Regions from separate parts of the Salmo salar genome. Here region 2 is linked to region 1. A link is a contact called in public Hi-C data. All regions are on one chromosome and are shown on one strand. Each heading gives the region's core, a stretch centred on a gene start, on an enhancer-like site or on the middle of the called end of the contact. The rest is flanking DNA. Distances are from core to core; before and after follow the strand shown. Region 1 holds the start of hig1a (HIG1 domain family member 1A). Region 2 overlaps LOC100196653 (testis enhanced gene transcript (BAX inhibitor 1)).

Region 1 (6,527 bases), core at 2,432-4,931:
TCACAATTCCAGTGGGTCAGAAGTTTACATACACTAAATTGACTGTGCCTTTAAACAGCTTGGAAAATTCCAGAAAATGATGTCATGGCTTTAGAAGCTTCTGATAGGCTAATTGACATAATTTGAGTCAATTGGAGGTGTACCTGTGGATGCATTTCAAGGCCTACCTTCAAACTCAGTGCCTCTTTGCTTGACATCATGGGAAAATCAAAAGAAATCAACCAAGACCTCAGAAAAAAATGTGTAGACCTCCACAAGTCTGGTTCATCCTTGTGAGCAATTTCCAAACGTCTGAAGTTACCACGTTCATCTGTACAAACAATAGTACGCAAGTATAAACACCAAGGGACCACGCAGCCGTCATACCGCTTAGGATGGAGACACGTTCTGTCTCCTAGAGATGAACGTACTTTGGTGCGAAAAGTGCAAAATCAATCCCAGAACAACAGCAATGTCAAGGGTGTGTGTACTGGTGGCGAAGTCAGTTGCAGGAGAGCAGAGAGTTGTGAACAGGCGCACACTTTATTCAGGCTGGAGTGAACAAACAGACGGACGCAAACTGCGTGAAAACCTCCAGCAAAAAGGCAAAAGTGCAAAGCGTGAAAAACACTCACCAAAGCTAATGTACCAAATAAACATACATACAACGTGCACAAACACGGAAACATAGCCTGGCGCATCACAATAACCACATAACAACAAACAATTTCACACAAAGACATGGAGGGGAACAGAGGAATAAATACATGCAGTGTGATTAGGGAATGAAAACCAGGTGTGCAGGGAACAAGACAAAACAAATGGAACAATGAAATATGAAGCGGCGATGGCTAGAAAGCCGGTGACATCGACCGCCGAACACCGCCCTAACAAAGAGAGGAGCCGACTTCGGCGGAAGTCGTGACAAGCAAAGGACCTTGTGAAGATGCTGGAGGAAACGGGTACAAAAGTATCTATATCCACAGTAAAATGAGTCCTATATTGACATAACCTGAAAGGCTGCTCAACAAGGAAGACGCCACTGCTCCAAAACCGCCATAAAAAAGCCAGACGACGGTTTGCAACCGCACATGGGGACAAAGATCATACTTTTTGGAGAAATGTCCTCTGGTCTGATGAAACAAAAATAGAACTGTTTGGCCATAATGACCATCGTTATGTTTGGAGGAAAAAGGGGGAGGCTTGCAAGCCGAAGAACACCATCCCAACCGTGAAGTGGTTGGCAGCATCATGTTGTGGGGTGCTTTGCTGCAGGAAGGACTGGTGCACTTCACAAAATAGATGGCATCATGAGGCATGAGGAAAATTATGTGGATATATTGACGCAACATCTCAAGACATCAGTCAGGAAGTTAAAGCTTGGTCGCAAATGGGTCTTCCAAATGGACAATGACCCAAGCATACTTCCAAAGTTGTGGCAAAATGGCTTAAGGACAACAAAGTTAAGGTATTGGAGTCGCCATCACAAAGACCTGACCTCAATCCTATAGAAAATGTGTGGGCAGAACTGAAAAAGCGTGTGCGAGCAAGGCCTACAAACATGACTTAGTTACATCAGCTCTGTCAGGAGAAATGGGCCAAAATTCACCCAACTTATTGTGGGAAGCTTGTGAAAGGCTACCCGAAATGTTTGACTCAAGTTAAACAATTTAAAGGCAATGCTACTAAATACTAATTGAGTGTATGTAAACTTCTGACCCAATGGGTATATGATGAAATAAATAAAAGCTGAAATAAATCATTCTCTCTACTATTATTCTGACATTTCACATTCTGAAAATAAAGTGGTGATCCTAACTGACCTAAGACAGTGAATTTTTACTAGGATTAAATGTCAGAAAATGTGAAGAACTGAGTTTAAATGTATTTGGCTAAGGTGTATGTAAACTTCTGATTTCAACTGTAATATCTCACTCTCTGACAACATACTCCAACAACCTGTCACAGATATGCCTGAGCAATACAGTGTGTGCTGCATTGTGTGAGGTCTGGCTTGGTCTGGCACTATATACAGTAAACCAATACATTGACCTATAGGGAGAGAGGAAGAGAGAGCACACATGTGCAGGCAGCAGAACAGTGAAGTAACAAGGAAATAGAAGGGTGTGATACTGGATACCCATTGGTTGAGAATGTGAGGAATTTATGGAAAACCTATACAGAGGTCACGTGATCCTCAGTGTCTGGCAGGAACGAGGGGGCTGAAGAGAGGGAGACAGGATAAGTAGAGAACACCAGAACTCACAAGGGTGGGGCAATCAGACACACATAGCGAAGTTAACTAAAACAGTGGTGTAGTAGTCCCTTTTGATTAATACCCCTGGTTACAAATATATTTATATCTCAACTACATCGTAGACCACAAGTTGAACTCATGAAGTAAAGACACCTCCTGTACCATGTGATTTGCAGGAAGACTGCTCCCCCTCCTCCTTGCCATCTTGCCCTGAGGTGGCCTCTGCTGTAGAGCCCTGGTTCCAGGAAAAGGGGCCTAGAAGGCAAACTGTGATGCCTGGGCAGAGTGAAACAGGAGGAGAGAGAAAGAGGGAATAAGAGAAGGACAGAACGAGACGGCCCGCAGAGAGGCGTAGTAAAAAGAGGTGATAAAACAAGAGAAGCAAACAAAAATGCCCAAATCGAGAGATTTTGAGGGAGACAGAAGAAAGGGGATACCTAGTCAGTTGTACAACTGAATGCATTCAACTGAAATGTGTATTCCGCATTTAACCCAACCCCTCTGAATCAGAGAGGTGGGGGAGAGAAGGAAAGAAAATTAGAGAAAAACCCTCCCATTTTACATAAATCCTAACACAATCTCACTGTCCAGCAGTGCAGACTGCTCACTTTGGGAAAATAAGGTATTTCACGGAGAACCCCTTTGTAGACTAACACCAGTTGGCCTACCTGTAAAATGGAATAGATGTTTGAGGAAGAATGTAAAAAAAATATGAACGTAGAAATGATGTATGTGCAGAGACTTTCATTATTTATAGGAATGGAATAACTCGGAGTGCAATAAATGTAACTGCAACAACAGCAAATAAGCAATACAATTTAAAAAACTGTGGCAAGTATTATAAATAACTGTCGAGGCAAAGATCCTCTCTGGTTGACACAAGACACTTGTTTTAGCTCGCGTGCACCCCCGTGTGTATTCAGACCGTAAGCATCGCCAGAGATTTGGGCCTCACTCCCTCCTATCCGAGATAACTACTTCAGCCCTCATCCAACACCCGTTCTGCCAGTCACATTCTATTAAAGGTCTGCAGCTAGCGACTGGAACGAGCTGCAAAAAACTGTGAAACTGTACAGTTTTATCTGCATCTCTTCATTCAAAGCCTCAATCATGGACACTCACTGACAGTTGTGGCTGCTTCGCGTGATGTATTGTTCTCTCTACCTTGCCTTTTGTGCTGTTTTCTGTGCTCAATGTGTGTGCCATGTTTTGTGCTACTACACCTTGATGACCCAGGCATAACTTGCTGACTGATCAATCAGCACCTTTTATTAATTTTAAATAAACAAATGAATAGCTTCCAAAAATCACTGTAACCTACCTACATATCAAATCGTATGTTGAAAAAAATATACAAATATTCGATGTTGTCCTTATGCACGTTATTACGGTGTATTACGGTACACTAACGTTACCGTAGCTTTTCTATCGCGATAAGAATATTGCGTGATACGGAAACGAGGGAAAGAAAATTGACTAAACTATCGTTGCAGGACTTCACTATCTTTGCTTGACATCAGAGGTTGAAACAGCGCCCAAACGCAGCCAAAACATTGCTTCTTTAGCGGGACCTTTCGACAGATCGAATGTAAGTAATCAACCAATTGTATAAAGCTCACTCGAATGGCTGTGTAATAATTTGTACTCTCACTGTAAATGATGCGCCATCCTAGCATTATAGATGATTAGGACTGTCTTCTGGGATTCTGTCCTTGTCTGGGATACTAGCTAGCTTACAACGTTAGGTCACATTCTACGGTCACGAGGACAAATAACTTGCAATAAAAAACATACATTAACACAAAGCAGTGACTGTAAATGATTGTCAAACGCCGTAGTTTAAAATGCCACATCAAGCCAGCGGGCTGTGAAGCTCTAAACTCGGTCCATCCCTCGAGTCTACTGTACGTAAGTTGAATAGTAAACTCAAATGTACAAGTTCAAGGCATGTTCCTGCTTTGTGTCACGTAGGTAAGTAGCGTTGTGTGGTAAAGGGACATTTGTTATAAGCAATATACATTTATTATGATTAAATGAGAATCTTTGCAGTGCCTTCGGGAAGTATTTAGACCCCTTGACTTTCCACATTGTTACGTTAGCCTTATTCAAAAGCAATATATATAACAAAAAAATCCTCAGAAATCTACACATAATACCCCATAATGACAAAGCAAAAAACAGGTTGCTAGAAATTTTAGCAAATGAATTAAAAATAACATACCTTATTTACATGTATTCAGTCCCTTTGCTATGAGACTCGAAGTTGAGCTCAGGCGCATCCTGTTTCCATTGATCATCTTTGAGACATTTCTACAACTTGGAGTCCACCTGTGGTAAATTCAATTGATTGGACATGATTTGGAAAGGCACACGCCTGTCTATATAAGGGCCCACAGTTGACAGTGCATGTCAGAGCAAAAACCAAGCCACGAGGTCGAACGAATTGTCCGTAGAGCTCCAAGACAGGATTGTGTCGAGGCACGGATCTGGGGAAGGGTACGAAAACATTTCTGCAGTATTGAAGGTCCCCAAGAACACAGTGGCCTCCATCATTCTTAAATAGAAGAAGTTTGGAACCACCAAGACTCTTCCTAGAGATGAGCAATCGGGGAGAAGGGCCTTGGTCAAACCCGATGGTCACTCTGACAGAGCTCTCTCTAGAGTTCCTCTGTTGATATGGGAAACCTTCCAGAAGGACAACCATCTCTGCAGCACTTCACCATAGTGGCCAGACGGAAGCCACTTTTCAGTAAAAGGCAAATGACAGCCCGCTTGGAGTTTGCCAAAAGGCACCTAAAGACTCTCAAACCATGAGAAACAAGATTCTCTGGTCTGATGCAACCAAGATTGAACTCTTCCGCCTGAATGCCAAGCGTCACGTCTGGAGGAAACCTAGCACCATCCCTACGGTGAAGCATGGTGGTGGCAGCATCGTGCTGTGGGGATGTTTTTCAGCGGCAGGGACTGGGAGACTAGTCAGAATCGAGGGAAAGATAAACGGAGCAAAGTACAGAGATCCTTGATTAAAAACCTGCTCCAGAGCGCTCAGGACCTCAGACTGGGCTGAAGGTTCACCTTCCAACAGCACAATGACACTAAGCACACAGCCAAGACAATGCACAAGTGGCTTCGGGACAAGTCTCTGAATGTACTTGAGTGGCCCAGCCAGAGCCTGGACTTGAACCTGGTCAAATATCTCTGGATAGACCTGAAAATAGCTGTGCAGCGATGCTCCCCACCCAACCTGACAGAGCTGGAGAAGATCTGCAGAGAAGAATGGGAGAAACTCCCCAAATACAGGTGTACCAAGCTTGTAGCATCATACCCAAGAAGAATCAAGGCTGTAATCACTGCCAAAGGTGCTTCAACAAAGTACTGAGTAAAGGGTCTGAATACTTATGTAAATGTGATATTTCAGTTGTATTATTTTTTATAAATTAGAAAGCATTTGTAAAAACCAGTTTTTTGCTTTGTCATTGTGGGGTAATGTGTCTAGATTGAGGAAAACCAAATGTTTTTATCAATTTTAGAATAAGGCTGTAACAAAACGTGGAGGGGTCTGAATATTTTCCGAAGTCACTGTACATTATCTTTTACCAACAGTAGTGTGTATGACAAGACTACAGTACCTACTGTAATTAGTGAGGGATATAAGTTGGACTGTGTGTTATTCAAGCCAGTATTCCCTTATGTCAGCCTCTCCTCCCAGCAGTCTCCATGTCCTCCAACAAAGATTTGCCAACATATGATGATGAGAATGAATCAAAATTTATGAGGAAAGCGAAGGAGTCTCCGTTTGTCCCAATAGGTAAGTGAAGCTGTACAAAAAAAATATAAACAATTTTTACAAGAGCATGAGTCCTGTTGGTGGTTTCACCGCAGTGGAACTTTTTCATAGTGCATGTTTGATTGAATCCTAGTCAGTCATGGAATAAAATGTAATCCACTTTTCCAACCCTGGTTCTAAGGTTAGATATCATACACCCAGACCATCATTGCATTTCCCATGTGTTTTTTACAGGCATGGCAGGATGCGCTGCAGTGGTCGCCTTTGGTCTGTGGAGGCTCAAGTCGCGAGGAGACACAAAGATGTCAGTCCACCTCATCCACATGCGTGTTGGAGCTCAAGGCTTTATAGTAGGCGCAATGACATTAGGTAAGTCCTAATCTAATATGTGCTGTAAAACAGATACACAGGCCCAACAGCTAATATCTCTTAATCAATTTACAGGGGCAACATGTATCACACAAGACTGTGACCGTGTTGTGCCCTTATACACGTACCACTACC
Region 2 (6,226 bases), core at 966-3,465, 88 kb before region 1:
GGTGGCGCAATCTCTAATGATAAGGAAGTCTCAAGTTTTTGCTCACCTGAGTTAGAATACATAATGATAAGCTGCAGACCATACTATTTACCAAGAGAGTTGTCATCAATATTTACATTAATAAGTGCAACGACGACGTCGTCCCCACAGTGACCATATCCCAACCAGAAACCATTGAGTACAGGCAACATCCACACTAAGCTAAAGCTGCCGCTTTCAAGGAGCAGGACACTAATCCGGACACTTATAAGAAATCCCGATATGACCTGCGACAAGCCATCAAGCAGGCAAAGCATCAATACAGGACTAAGATCGAATCCCACTACGCCAGCTATGACTCTCAACAGACGTGGCAGGGCTTGCACTGATTACAAAGGGAAATTGCCCAGTGACACAAGCCTAACTGACGAACTAAATGCCTTCCATGCTCGCTTCTAAGCAGGCAACACGAGCCATGAGAGCACCATGTGTTCCAGATGGTGATCTCGTTCTCCCTAGCCAATGTGAATAAGATCTTTAAACAAGTAAACTTTTGCAAGGCCGCGGGGCCAGACGGAACACCAGGACGCGTATAGTCCCCGTCCCCAAGAACGCCAAGGTTAAATGACTGTCACCCCGTAGCACTCATGTCTATAGCCATGAAATGCTTTGAGGCTGATCACAGCTCACATCAACACCATCATCCCAGACACCCTGGACCTATTCCAATTTGCATACCGGCCCAACAGATGATGAAATCTCTATTTCACTCCTCACTGCCCTCACCCACCTGACCAAAAGGAATACCTCTAAGAATGCTGTTCATTGACTACAGTTCAGTATTCAACACCGTAGCCCTCTCCAAGCTCAGGAACCTGGGACTGAATTAGGGCTGAACCCATTAATTCAACTGGTCGATAGGCAGTTAGTCAACTGAGACTTTTGAATTGAGAAGTTGCAAATGACTTATTTCATGGCACACGAGACACTGGTCTGTTGGCGCCGGTCTCAGACTAATCCATTGCGGAGGCAGCGGGATGGCACAGTCATCACTCTAAGACATGCATTGGCATTGTAAGGCACCTGTGCCACAAGGGTATTTTCCTCAGCGCGCCAATCAATTTAAGTGATCAAATAAGTGAAATTGCATTGGTTCCCCATACAATGGCTACTGCTTTGGACCTGACACCATTTGTGAGAGAATTCCTTAGGCCTACAGTATGTGTGAAATAATGTGTCTTCGGTAAACATTTTAAATGTGTCAAGGGGAGTGTGGCTTAGAGTCCCCCCCAATTCATTCGCATTTATTTTATCGCTTCATTGTGTGAATTGTTTGCCTCTGATTGTTAGTGTCCATCAATTCACCATTTCATACATAACCAGTAGTACATTTAACCTTCATTTCTAATCTCCAATGTTTGTTTGGTGACGGTAATCTGTTAATGCATTCAATAGGTTATTACTAGTTGTTTCCTGTTCTCATTGTCAGAGTACACAAGATGTTTGAAGAGCTCACAACCTATGCTACACTTGTGAGGAACAAGTTTTAGTTATTTTATTCCATTTCCAAGTTTTTTTGGGAGCGTTCCTGTCTATGTTGAGTAAAGACGCGCACCCGATTACACATAGAAAGAACTAGGCCTAGACTACCTGGCCTGCGAGCATACAGTGGGGAGAACAAGTATTTGATACACTGCCGATTTTGCAGGTTTTCCTACTTACAAAGCATGTAGAGGTCTGTAATTTTTATCATAGGTACACTTCAACTGTGAGAGACGGAATCTAAAACAAAAATCCAGAAAAATCACATTGTATGATTTTAAGTAATTAATTTGCATTTTATTGCATGACATAAGTATTTGATACATCAGAAAAGCAGAACTTAATATTTGGTACAGAAACCTGTTTGTTCCCAGTTGTTCTGAACGTGGCATTTGTCCCCTCCTGTACTTCCTGTTCAACGATGAGGGCATGGCTGTGCATGACTCCAACACCATCATTAAGTTTGCTGACGACATGATGGTAGGACTGATCACCGACGACGCTGCCTATAGGGAGAACGGAGACCTGGCAGTGTGGTGCCAGGACAACAAACTCTCCCTCAACTTCACCAAGACAAAAGGAGCCCCCCCCCCATCTACATCGATGGGGCCGTAGTGGAGCGGGTCAAGAGCTTTGTGTTCCTCTGTGTCCACATCCCTAAGGAATTAACAGTCCAAAAACACCCACATAGTTGTTTAGAGGGCATAATAGTGCCTCTTCCCCCACAGCGGGCTGAAAAGATTTGGCATGGGCTTTCAGATCCGCATGTACCCGAATACCCGTGACCCGATCCAGGACCCAAACGGGTCCAGATCCAGAATTCTAAATAATTTCACGGGTCTGAGTCAGATCTGATTGTTACGGTCTTGAGCATGTGCAATTTTAACTGACTTGGCTGGAAGGACTGGTACAGATCTGAACATGACTGCTGCTGTGGGGAAACATTTTATCATTTATGCTGCTGCTCTTCCTTTTCACGAGTAGAGCGTTGCACATGTAGCTTGCTATTGGCCAGTCATAAGTCATCAAAGCAGCAATAGGCTACAGTCAGAGCCTACTCCGTGTGGCAAAAGTTTTTTTGGACTTGTGAAGACCTCTAACAGTGAGTACAGCCCAGTACACCACTGGGGCCTTGCTCCCCACCACCCAGGACCTCTATACCAGGCAGTGTTGGAGAAAGGCCCCTAAAAATTGTCAAAAACTCCAGCCACCAAAGCAATAGACTTCTATGCTACCGCAAGGCAAGCGGTACCCTTGCACCAAGTCTGGAACCAACAGGACCCTGAACAGACAGTTTACAGCCCCAAAAGGCTAAGAGAGAACATTGCTTATGGAGATTTGCAAATTCTGCAGACTGTTTGGAATCAGTAAACAGACTAGTGTCAAATCTGCTGAATTGGGAGTCTCACTTCTTGAGCCAGGGTTACAGCAGTCAGGTTCTGAAAGAAGCAGGGACAAGGACTGGACGTCTTGACAGAGAGGACTTTTTGTAGAGGGGAGCTCCTCGTGATGCACCAGAGAGTGTACTTTGGTCTAAAATGTAGCACTGAAGCAGAGAACATTAAAAGAATCATTAAAAATAATTGGGGAATCATGAAAGTGATACGCTACTACAAAAAGTCTTCCCAGAGCCACCAGACATAAGCTTTAAGAGAGGTCTTACCCTGAATAACAAATTAGTCCACAACTACCTTCGCAGCAGGTAGCCAAGCGGTTAAGAGTGTTGGGCCAGTAACCAAAAGGTTGCTGGTTCGAATCCGGAGCCGACGTGCCCTTGAGCAAGGCACTTAACCCTAATTGCTCCTGTACGTTGCTCTGGATAAGGGCGCCTGCTAAATGACAATTGTAAAATTGCAACTCAAAAGATTAGGCTAGAACACAAACCCAGGGGCTCTTTTGAATGCAACTAGCACGCAGTATCAAGTCAAGCCTTTCATTAACTGTAAAACCACTCATGTCATCTACCGATTGGAATGTCCACAGTGCAAGGTATTCTACATTGGACAGACAAAGAGACGCCTTCAAGACCGCTTAGTGCAGGGGTGGGCAAACCTTCTGGCTCAAGGGCCACATTGAGTTTTTGAAACCAAGTGAAGGGCCACTTACTATATGCGTGACAAAACATGTGAAGCCTTTATTCATTTCCACATCGACATGCAACTACTAGTGTACTGTAGGTGTACATATGCTTGCAGAACAAGTCTACCCTTGTACCATCTCTACCCTTGTTTTATGAACAAATTTCACAATATTGATATAATTTATAACATCACAGAGTCAAAACACGCACAGATCCTGCATCTCTACCTTTGTAAAGTACAAACTTAGTCACAATATGCAAACTTAAAAATAGATATTATAAACGACTGGAGACATGCAAAATGTAACAGTAGGTGTATAAAAAAAACTATTCTCAAATTTGAGTGAAACATATGGTAAGAGCATCGGTTTCATTTGGAATGGTTTGTTTTTGAAAGCAGATTAAGGAACAATTCTCATCTCAATTGCAAGCCATATTTACAGTTATCCAATCACCACAGCCCAAGCGGGCAGACACCCTGTCATACAAGTCAGAGCCCCTGGTTGTTCCCATCATTGAGTCCAACGCAAGAAGTTCTCATTTATTCCTCTGACAAAAATGTCAAGTTAAGCAGCGTCTCTGATGTCAGTACTATCATCCAGTGCTATAGAAACAAACAAAAAAGATCAAAGCCATCTGCTTTTTCTTCAACTCGGAGATTAGCCCATCACCTATCACTTCCATGCGCCTGGAGATTGTCTCGAATTGGCTTTTACTCTCAGGACAAAGTACACCAGCAGTCTCCACCATGCAGTATTTCACAAACTCCCCTTCAGCAAAAGGCTTGCTATGCTTTGCGATTTTACGTGACACTATGTAGCTTGCCTTAGTTACAGAGTCTTGAGTAGAGCACCGTTTAGTAAACGTATTTTGTTGGGCTTTTAAGTTTGTGGCAAGTTGAGGCCTTCCTTGCCTTTTCCTGAGAGGACAGATGTCTAGCGTAGTTAGCATGCTTGCTTGAAAAATACAATTGAGATTATATTCCTTAAAAACAGCAACACCAACTTGGCATATCAGACATACCGCCTTATGTCCAATATTAGTAAAAAGGTATTTTGCTGTCCATTCTTCTTTAAAAACACACGACATTCAGAGTCCACTTCTCATTTTTCACATCAAAAGTCATCAAGCAATGAAGTGGCTATGATGATTGAGCTCATTCTGAATTCTGACTGTAGGCCTAAATACAGAGCACCCTGCCAGGCTACAGCGCCATCTATTGGAGGTTGTTTGTATATCATGGAATGAGTAATTTTTTTTAAATGTCTCGCGGGGCCTCCTGAGTGGCGCAGTGGTCTAAGGCACTGCATCAGTGCTAGCTACGCCTCTAGAGATACTGGATACTGCATGCACGCTGACACGGTCGCCAGGTGTGCGGTGTTCCCTCCAACACATTGGTGCGGCTGGCTTCCGGGTTAAGCGGGCATTGTGTCAAGAAGCAGTGCTGCTTGGCTGGGTCGTGTTTCGGACGACACGCGGTTCTCGACCTTCGCCTCTCCTGAGTCCGTACGGGAGTAACAGCGAAGGGACAAGACTAACTGCCAATTACATACAACAAAATTGGGGAGAAAAAGGGGTAAAGAAAATGTAATTATAATAATGTCTAGTAGGTTGGATTGAAGTGCCCGGCGGGCGGGATACGGCCCGTACTTCGCCCCACCTTGGCTTAACGGGACACACGTACGCCACACAGGTAGGCAACAAAGACTACCCCATAGATTGTAACTTCCATCAATGTAATTGCCTGCATCATTTCCAATCTACCCCCTCATTTTTATAATAAAATAAAAAGACACCGTGGCAAGGGACTACAAGTACTTACACCATGGCAACCCTGCCTCCCTACAAGCTATGGGTATTGATCATGTTCAGGCCTAAGTTAGAAGAAAGGGGGACTGCTAACCCAAAGGGAAAGTTTGGGGATTTACAAACAACAGCCCACTAAGTACCCTGGTTTAAAAGGAAGACATGGATTTTTCATAATTCCTGTAGGGTCTTAGTGGTCCCTTCGCTGTCATCTAGTGGACATAATGCCCTATGCTATGTTTGGACTGTGTTGGTCCATGTTAGCCATCATCTAGTGTACTATAAATGTATGACTCTCCTATTCTCAGTTTTTCCCAGTCCTATTCAAGGCTAGAATTACTTTGTTTTCTAGTGGTTCTAATACTTCTGACCTTGATGTGCATTTTGATAGCATATCTATTTCAAAGATGAATGTATAGTGTTGTTTACTAGGTGTTCAATTAATTTTGACTATAAGCTGTTCTGTGACCACTCCCTCTTCAATTAGGGTTGATTGGAAAATGGTTTGTTCAAAAGACGACATTGTATCATCCTATATTTGTACTCCCCCGATGAAGGCCATGCAGCCGAAACGCGTCAGAGTATTTCAATCTTTGTTCCATTAAAACATGCCATACAAATAAAGGCATTTTAATTCATTTAATGAAGTGTGCTTTGGTTCTCTTTCGATAGCTTCTACCCCCAAGCCAATAGACTGCTAAACAGCTAATTAAATGGTTACCCACTGCTGCTACTGTCTATGATCTATCTTGTTGCCTAGTTACTTTAACCCTACCTATATGCACATAGCTAACATAGAAAACGATGGCACCGATAGAG

What was found. Hi-C and Micro-C count contacts between places; a contact is called where the count stands out from the background.
Region 2: a Hi-C map of gill shows a contact between it and region 1, with 2.5 times the contacts expected there. The contact joins the enhancer-like site here to the promoter of hig1a in region 1. A contact is called at or near these places in 3 of 3 Hi-C or Micro-C datasets (blood, gill and muscle).

Annotation. Positions count from the first base shown.
Region 1 is chrssa12:60,819,368-60,825,894 of Ssal_v3.1, reverse strand. It overlaps hig1a (HIG1 domain family member 1A), which reads left to right and starts at 3,681. Exons shown (of 4, transcript NM_001140676.1): 1 at 3,681-3,824; 2 at 5,946-6,044; 3 at 6,258-6,392. The coding sequence starts at 5,954.
Region 2 is chrssa12:60,906,115-60,912,340 of Ssal_v3.1, reverse strand. All of the region lies in intron 3 of LOC100196653 (testis enhanced gene transcript (BAX inhibitor 1)), which reads right to left. Among protein-coding and RNA genes, the nearest start is that of LOC100196653, 8.1 kb to the right of the region's middle. Within about 2 kb of position 2,215, at least 1 of the 13 cell types and tissues checked has an H3K27ac peak or open chromatin away from gene starts, as enhancers often do. A contact at or near this core is called in gill, where this site is marked.